Linked DNA regions of Mus musculus: regions 1 and 3 are each linked to region 2. The links are chromatin contacts, called in public HiChIP or PLAC-seq maps. All regions are on one chromosome and are shown on one strand. The core of a region is the stretch at or near the end of the contact, and the rest is flanking DNA. Distances in the headings are between cores, read along the strand shown.

The links. HiChIP or PLAC-seq counts read pairs in DNA pulled down with a chosen protein or histone mark.
Region 1: a contact with region 2 is called in a FOXA1 HiChIP or PLAC-seq map of pancreatic cancer cells. The contact joins two enhancer-like sites. A contact is called at or near these places in 1 of 484 Hi-C or Micro-C datasets (bone marrow-derived macrophages) and 2 of 115 datasets of contacts at active chromatin or transcription factors (astrocytes and pancreatic cancer cells).
Region 3: a contact with region 2 is called in a FOXA1 HiChIP or PLAC-seq map of pancreatic cancer cells. The contact joins two enhancer-like sites.

What each region holds. Positions count from the first base shown.
Region 1 is chr12:80,378,660-80,381,359 of GRCm38.p6, forward strand. The region is part of intron 5 of Dcaf5 (DDB1 and CUL4 associated factor 5); the gene reads right to left. Among named protein-coding and RNA genes, the nearest start is that of Mir1843a, 12 kb to the right of the region's middle. Within about 2 kb of position 1,267, at least 137 of the 459 cell types and tissues checked have an H3K27ac peak or open chromatin away from gene starts, as enhancers often do. A contact at or near this core is called in pancreatic cancer cells, where this site is marked.
Region 2 is chr12:79,470,761-79,473,460 of GRCm38.p6, forward strand. All of the region lies in intron 7 of Rad51b (RAD51 paralog B), which reads left to right. Among named protein-coding and RNA genes, the nearest start is that of Rad51b, 170 kb to the left of the region's middle. Within about 2 kb of position 1,256, at least 54 of the 459 cell types and tissues checked have an H3K27ac peak or open chromatin away from gene starts, as enhancers often do. A contact at or near this core is called in pancreatic cancer cells, where this site is marked.
Region 3 is chr12:80,025,152-80,027,851 of GRCm38.p6, forward strand. All of the region lies in intron 3 of Gm36660 (a long non-coding RNA gene), which reads right to left. Gm36834 (a long non-coding RNA gene) reads left to right here. Exons shown (of 5, transcript XR_381742.3): 2 at 680-779; 3 at 2,053-2,700. Among named protein-coding and RNA genes, the nearest start is that of Gm36834, 6.9 kb to the left of the region's middle. Within about 2 kb of position 1,375, at least 4 of the 459 cell types and tissues checked have an H3K27ac peak or open chromatin away from gene starts, as enhancers often do. A contact at or near this core is called in pancreatic cancer cells, where this site is marked.

The DNA.
Region 1 (2,700 bases), core at 17-2,516, 910 kb after region 2:
TTATTATGCTATAGTGTAGTGTGTGTTTTATGTGTATATGTGAATGTCTATGTATATGTCTGTGCACCATGCATAAGTCTGGTGGCCAGAAGAGGGCACTGGATCTCTTGGAACTGGGGTTAATGACAGCCACCAGAGAGATGCTGGGAATCTCAAGCCCAAGTTTGCAACAGCTCTTAACCTCTGAGCCATCTCTCCAGCCCTTCCAAGTGCTCATAACTGAGCCGTCTCCCCAGTCCCTCAACAGAATTCTTGATTACCTGGGCCTTATCTCACAGAGGGGTGGTTACCCATGCCACAACCATGTTCTCTTTTATATCTCTGATTCACTGAAGTCAGGCTATGTGAGTATCATTTGTATAGCTTTACTAAGCGGTTATATGTTCTTATTGCATTATTTTTTCTGTAGTTTCATAATGTTTATAACATTTTTAAAGTCATGAAGTGTGATGTTTGCATATGCTCTACCCAGGGAATGGCAGTATTAGAATGTGTAGCCCTGTTGGAGTAGGTGTGGCTTTGTTGGGAGTCATGTGTCACTGTGGGTTTAAGATCCTCATCCTAGCTGCCTGGAAGCCAGTCTCCCACTAGCAGTCTTCAGATGAAGATGTAGAACTCTCAGCTCCTCCTGCACCATGCCTGCCTGGATGCTGCCATGCACCCGCATTGATGATAGTGGACTGAACCTCTGAACCTGTAAGCCAGCCCCAATTAAATACTGTCCTTATAAGAGTGGCCTTGGTCATGGTGTCTGTTCATGGCAGTAAAAGCCTAACTAAGACATACAGTATGCTTCTAAATGACTTCTTTTGCTGATGAGGTCCTGACTTGCCTGAAGATGACCTACAGGAAGAATGGCCCTGAAAACGTTCATGCAGGAGCAGCTGCCAACCTGGCATGGTCATAAACACAACCTGCCAACACCAGCCGCAGCCATGCCTACTTTACCCTCCCAAAGCAATCTTCTCACCAAGGGAGGAATGCTGTGGTACTGCGGCTGTGTGCAGAAACAAGGTTTGGATAAAACATCGTGCCATCCTCCTGGGTGGAATGGATGGAAGACAGCAAAGACAAAAACCATCCCCAGAACTCCAAGTACCAAGGAGGAGTCTAGAATCCCAAGTCCCCAAATGATAAACCCAGCAAAGAAATAAATGATCTTATAATGTCTTGAATACAAGCCACACTCACTCACTCATACACAGAGAATGAAAGGACTGGGCAGCTGGAGCCCAGGCATTTCCTTTATAGGGAGCCCTGGCCACCACAGGCATGCGGTGCTATCTAAACACTGAGTTCAAAAACAATGAAAGGCTTTCAATCTACAGTCAGCATGGAGCTTGCAACTCAGCCAGAATCTGTGGAACTGAGGGTGGGTGAGGGGTGGAACAAGACTCAACAGAAACAAACTTGGCCAGCACAGCCAGCCCAGCAGAGCCCAGCAGAGCCCAGCAGAGCCCAGCACAGCCCAGCACAGCCCAGAACAGCACAGCCCAGCCCAGAACAGCCCAGAACAGCACAGCCCAGCACAAGAGCACAGCCAAGCACAGCACAGCACAGCACAGCACAGCACAGCACAGAACAAGAGCACAGCCAGCACAGCGCAGCGCAGCACAGCACAGCCCAGCACAGCACACACAGCACAGCACAGCACAAGAGCACAGCCAGCGCAGCGCAGCACAGCACAGCACAGCCCAGCACAGCACAAGAGCACAGCACACACAGCACAGCACAGCACAAGAGCACAGCACAGCACAACGCAGCGCAGCGCAGCACAGCGCAGCGCAGCACAGCACAGCACAAGAGCACAGCGCAGCACAGCACAGCACAGCACAAGAGCACAGAGCAGCACAGCGCAGCGCAGCGCAGCGCAGCCCAGCCCAGCCCAGCCCAGCCCAGCACAGCACAAGAGCACAGCGCAGCACAGCACAAGAGCACAGCGCAGCACAGCACAAGAGCACAGCGCAGCACAGCACAAGAGCACAGCACAGCACAGCACAAGAGCACAGCGCAGCACAGTACAGCACAGCACAGCACAGCACAGCACAGCACAGCACAGCACAGCACAGCAGCAGGGTTGACATCAGCTCAAGTCCCTGACAGGAAGCAGGGGCCTCTGCTAAACTCCCTTCTCATCAGTTAATAGTTATCCTCTCTGTCCATTCCAGTCAGGCCTGAAGAGGAGCCTGCCCATCACTGGCCCACGGGTCTATTCTATCCCCACCCAAGATCCTTGACCTGGCATTTATAATTTGGTTAGAGTGCAGGAGTGTGGCTCCAGTAACTTTTCTTCTTCCTGCATTTCTGGGTAAGAAGATTAATCTTTCAACCAAGGAGAGTGCACAAGAACCTGATGTAGTTAGGAGTACATCGTAGAGAACAAAATGTGATTCCTTCCAGAAGAATGGATGGATACATCTCAGCAGGAGTTTATGCAGCTGGCCATTTATAGTGAGAATAAGGAATGATCTATTTTGCCAAGAGAAAAGGCTTTCTTCCCACCGCCTCCCCAAGCCCCCTGAGACAAGGTTTCTCTGTGTAGCCTTGGCTGTTTGGCTGTCCAGGAACTCACTCTGTAGACCAGGCTGGCCTCAAACTCAGAAATCCACCTGCCTCTGCCTCTGCCTCCCAAGTGCTGGGATTAAAGGTACACGCCACCACTGCCCGGACTAAGAAAAGACTTAAAAACAGTTTGTCTTC
Region 2 (2,700 bases), core at 6-2,505:
TACTATATGGCTATAATTTAAAAAGAAAGGCAATGACAAGAGTGTATAAAAACCTTGAACCTTTAAACATTGCTGGTGGGAGTATAAAGTGGTGCAGCCATAGAGAAAAATGCTTTCATTCTTTAAAAAGTCAGAGTACGTTATGTATGGCCCCACAAGTTTACATCTAATATATGTCCTGGAGAACAAAAAGTTTCCCCACATAAAATGTGTACATATCCATCATAGCAGTATTTGTTGTAGTCATAAAGTTGTAAGAATAGAGATATCTACGAACTAAAGAGTAAGATATGAAATATCCATAATTTACCATTATTTTGTGATGTAAGAAGCAAAGAACTGATACATGCTGGACAAACACTGCACTATGTGAAAAGGACCAGTCACACACGACTATATTGTATACTTGCATGCATATGAAATGTTCAAAATAGGTAAAGCTATAGGAACAGAAAAGGCATTAGTGAGTGGTTGCCATGCTCTGGAGACAGTGGGGATATGGATTGGCTTAGTAATGGACATGTTTGTTTCCACCAGGGCAATGAAAATGTCCTGTAGTTATATATTAGCAATGATTTCAAATCCCTGTATACAGTTAGAAACAGCAAATCGTATGCTTTACGATCATATGTTGTGTGGTTAAATATCTTAATAAAACTGATGCATGCATTTAAAACTACATGTTATTTTGGCTTTGGGAGTTTGCTTTAATCTACTCTTTCAGGTATCTGTTTATAGGTGGATTACTTCAACAAACAGTGTAATCTCGGCTTCTATTTTCTATTAGGAGCTCTAAGCTCTTTATTATTTTAATTATTTGGTTTTTTTTATGTTTTTGGTAGGCCTTGCTTCTCAGTCCACGCTGATCTTGGAATTGTGATCTTCCTGCCTCTTCCTCCCGGATTCTGGAATTACAGGCAGGTGACATCATGATTGGCTTTTAATTTTTCTTTCTGAATTTTTTTTTTGCCCTACTTTATATCTGGCAGCCTTATTGCATACAAGTAAAACCTGACAGAATACCATATGATGTCATGTTTCCTTCTTGATCTTTTTTTAAACCTTAATGATAAAATAATAGCCAAACCAGAGTGTCCTGTCATAATTATATTGTTTGCAAATGTCATTTTCAAGGGTACACATTTGATTTAGAAACTACTTTGCCTATATTTTCTGCTATTCATGGCACTGGATGACCACACACTTGAAATATTCCCTGGCTAAAGCACCAGCATCCTGGAGGTCAGTGTAGACATGACTCATGGTTTGATAGAATGCAGTCAGGTTGAATATGACTCTTATGTGGCTGTAAGCCCAGGATACGATATGAATTCATACATTGCCTTTCTTTTGTAAACATGATATTCAAGTCGGTTTTCTTTTTTTGAGGGCTTTGGCACAGTGCTGGGGAGAAGTATGAGTGTCCTACCCAAAGCATTCTAGAACAGGAAGCAACATTTTCTGAGGGAAATGAGGAGCTTAGTAGACAGAAGATAAAATTTCCACTGAAGATGGTTCTTTTCCATTGGCGTCCTCACTGAGTATTCCAGGGGTGTGGCTGGGAATCCTCTGCTGCATGCCCCTCTGTTGAGAGTGATTGGATAAAGAAACCAGTTATTTGGGGCCTGATGTGTAGACAACAAGGAGCCACAGTTCTGGATGTGGTATTTGGCTCGGGCATCCTTACTAGTGATGGAAATGTGGGGCTGGAGGGAAAGTAGACTGCATTTTAGACTCTTATCAGTTGAATGCTGAATATCCCTGTAGACAGTGCCTGCTAAGTTGTTGGCATACTTGGGAAAAGTTCTATATCATAGCCTCAGTCTCTAGTACCACTTAAATCTCAATTTTTTTGTCACTTATATATTTATTTACTTATTTACTTAGTTATTTATTTATTATACTCCATATTTTATCCCCCCCCCTCAATCCACCCTCCGACTGTTCCACATCCCATACCTCCTCCCCACCCTCCTGGCTCCACATGGATATCCCCACCCTCCACCCAACCTGATCTCTAAATTCCCTGGGGCCTCCAGTCTCTTGAGGGTAGCTGTATCATCTCTGAATGAACACAGACCTAGAAGTCCTCTACTATATCTGTGTTGGGGGCCTCATATCAGCTGGTGTATGCTGTCTGTTTAGTGGTCTAGTGTTTGAGAGACCTTGGGGGTCCAGATTAATTGAGACTGCTGGTCCTCCTACAGTATTGCTCTTCTCCATCTCAGCTTCTTTTAGCCTTCCCCTATTCAACAACAGGGCTCAGCTGCTTCTGTCCACTGGTTGGGTGCAAATATCTGCATCTGACTCTTTCAGCTGCTTGTTGGGTCTTTCAGAGGGCAGTCATGATAGTCCCTTTTTGTGAGTGCTCCATAGCCTCAGTAATTGTGTCAGACCTTGGGACCTCCCCTTGAGTTGGATCCCACTTTGGACCTGTCACTGGATCTTCTTTTCCTCAGGCTCCTCTCCATTTCCATCCCTGTAATTCTTTCAGACAGGAAAAATTATGGGTCAGAGTTGTGACTGTGGGATGGCAACCCCATCCCTCACTTGATGTCCTGTCTTCCTGCTGGAGGTGGGCTCTATAAGTTCCCTCTGTATTGTCCGACATTTCATCTAAGATCCCACTCTTTGAGTCCTGAGAGTCTCTCACCTCCCAGGTCTCTGGTGCATTCTGGAGGGTTCTCTCAACCTCCTATT
Region 3 (2,700 bases), core at 125-2,624, 550 kb after region 2:
GAGGTCATCAGCACCGCCGGACAGATATCTATCCTTAGCCAGAGAATACTCCGGAACTCTTAGGGAGGTCCTAGGATCTGTTCCCTCTATAGCCGCAATGGCTAGAGCACAGCCACAATACCTTCACCAATGACATGAAGTTCATGCAGAGTGCCCAGCTACTTCGGAGCTATGAAGTGAATATTTGAGTGAGAAATTGTCTAGCAAACACACAGAAAGGGAGAGGGAGCTGAACTGAAGAAGATGGGCGATGATCTCAGAGGAAGATAGCAAGAGCCCAGGAGAGAGGTTTCCTTTGGGGTGGCCACACGTATTCAGCCACTGTCTCTGCTTACCGGCCCCTCCTCCCCAGGGAAGCACTAAGTAGGGCAGACTCTTCTCCCAGAGTCCTTAGCACAGGAGTCACTCATTTCTCTACCCATAAGATGAGCTGAAGAGGGTGTCACTGGGACCAGGAATAAAACTTCCTCTCTCCCTGGAGAGAGATGAGGAATCCAGGGAACATTTGGGGCAGTCACACAGGGTCCAGCTGTATACCCAGGAATACTGGTGCCTCGGCAATGCAGTTTCTCGACGGTCCCTTCTGGGTCTTTGCGCTCCACGTCTCATCACTGGTGTGGGCATGTGCCAGAGTCATCCCCACAGTGTCCTCCTCCACACCTGTCCTCTTTTCTAACAGGTCAAGCTCGAGACACCAGAAGGAGCCCAGGAAGAAAGAAGTGGGAGAGAAAGAGAAGACCGTGTATTCAAGGAGATCCCCTGGAGTCCTCCTCAAGCAGGTTCCCTGGAGACTCTGCAGAGCTCTTGGGCCCCCAGGGAAGCTCCTGGTTACTGATAGCCGCTAGTCAGACAGCCTGTCATCTGCCAGCTATAGGTCCTCAGTCTACTCAGGTCTCATTCCAGGTCACTTGAAAGACAACTTCAATGCAGACATTCAGCTTGGAGAGGGGAGAAAGAAATCCACCCTTCACTTTGTATCATTTCTCTCTACACTCTCTGAGCCTCCACTAAACCTTATTTACACATAGGAACACTGCACATTCCCACTTCCTGAGCTCCATAGCTGAGCCCTCTCACTTGGGCAGGCTTCCTCTGTCCCTCTGTCCCACCAGTCCTTCTGCAAAGCTTTAGCTCCCACTGTCTAGTCTCTGGGACAATGCTTTTCTCTAACGGGCCTCAGGCCCTCAGTCAACTCACTGTCTTCCACCAAAACCCGAATTCAGCGACAGGTGTCCTGATGAATCCGGCTTGGTCCACCAGAAATCAAAGGAAATAACATTAGTCTGATTCAAAATCTGCAGAAGTGAGTCAGCTACCAGGCTGTCACCCATTGATTGCTGTCACCTAGTGTTACACCCACACTGTTCATGGTTTACCAGACAGCAGAACTCACTCAGAACAATGGGAGTCTGAGGATGACTTGTGGACCAGCTGTGGGCCCTTGCCTTGGAAGTGGGGTGTGTATCCAGCATAAGAAGACTGAATCAGAGGGGCATGTGGCTCAAGGTGTCTTCCCAAATCCTCTGGTCACCAGAAAGGCTGCTCTGCATTTCACACCTTAGGAAAATGCCTCTTAGAGACACAATGATTAGCTGAGAATGGGGGGAGGAGGGGACACACACACCTTTAGTCCCAGTATTTGGGAGGCAGAGGAAGGAGTATCTCTGAGTTTGAGGTCAGTTTGTCTACAGAGTGAGTTTCCAAACAGCCGGTTCTACACAGAGAAACTTGTCTCAAAGAGAAGGAGGAGAAGAGGAGAAGGGGGAGAGGAGGAGGAAGAAAAAGATAAGAGAAGGAAGGATAGAAGAGAGGGAAGAAGGGAGGGAGAAGCAGAGGAAGAGAGGAAGGAAGGAAGGAAGGAAGAGAGGGAGGAAGGAAGGAAGGAAGGAAGGAAGGAAGGAAGGAAGAAGGGAGGGAGGGAGGGGGGGGGAGGGAGGGAGGGAGGGAGGGAGGGAGGGAGGAAGGAAGGCAACAAATGGGGAAATTTTTAGCAACGGACCCAAGCAGATGACCTCAGTCAATCCTCTTTCTCTTCTTCACCTGCATGACAAGACCACCAAAGTCTGCTCCGTGACATTTGCCCCAGAAGACCCAATGTTCTTATTAGCCATGAAGCCCCTAACAAGACTGAAACACCTGAGACAATCTGAACCCTGAAAGGCCCAGAGAAGTAGAAGTGGGACAAGATGGGGATCCAGAGGCCACCTATATTCAGTTGCTTTAGAAGAAGAATCTCAAAGCTTATTTTGGGTATTGAATAATCAAGAGGCAGAGGAGGAGGCACAGAGGAAGGAAGCCCAGGAGGGATCACAGATTGGGAAGGAAGACTTACAGAGTCCAGCCAAGAGCAAAGATGGGGGAGTGAAGGGCATGTGCCTTCACGGGGTACCTACCCAAAGCAACCCAGAGACAGGAACCAAACTGAAGACTCAGCTCCCATCCCACCCTTCTCCAGCCTCCTGGAAAACTTACCCTTCCCATGCGTCTTCCTCTCCCATTCTGTCAGAGACCCCCTCACCTTGACCTACTGGTCATCCAGGGTGCTTCAAGTTAATGAAAACAAGAGCCTCAACAATTGGCACCCAAAGAGGGACCAATGATTACTAGTTCCCTTCTTAGCCCTGGAGAACCACAAACAGCAAGGTTGTGTAGGAGCTTGCTGAAGACTCTGGCATACAGAGATGATATTGGGAATGATGT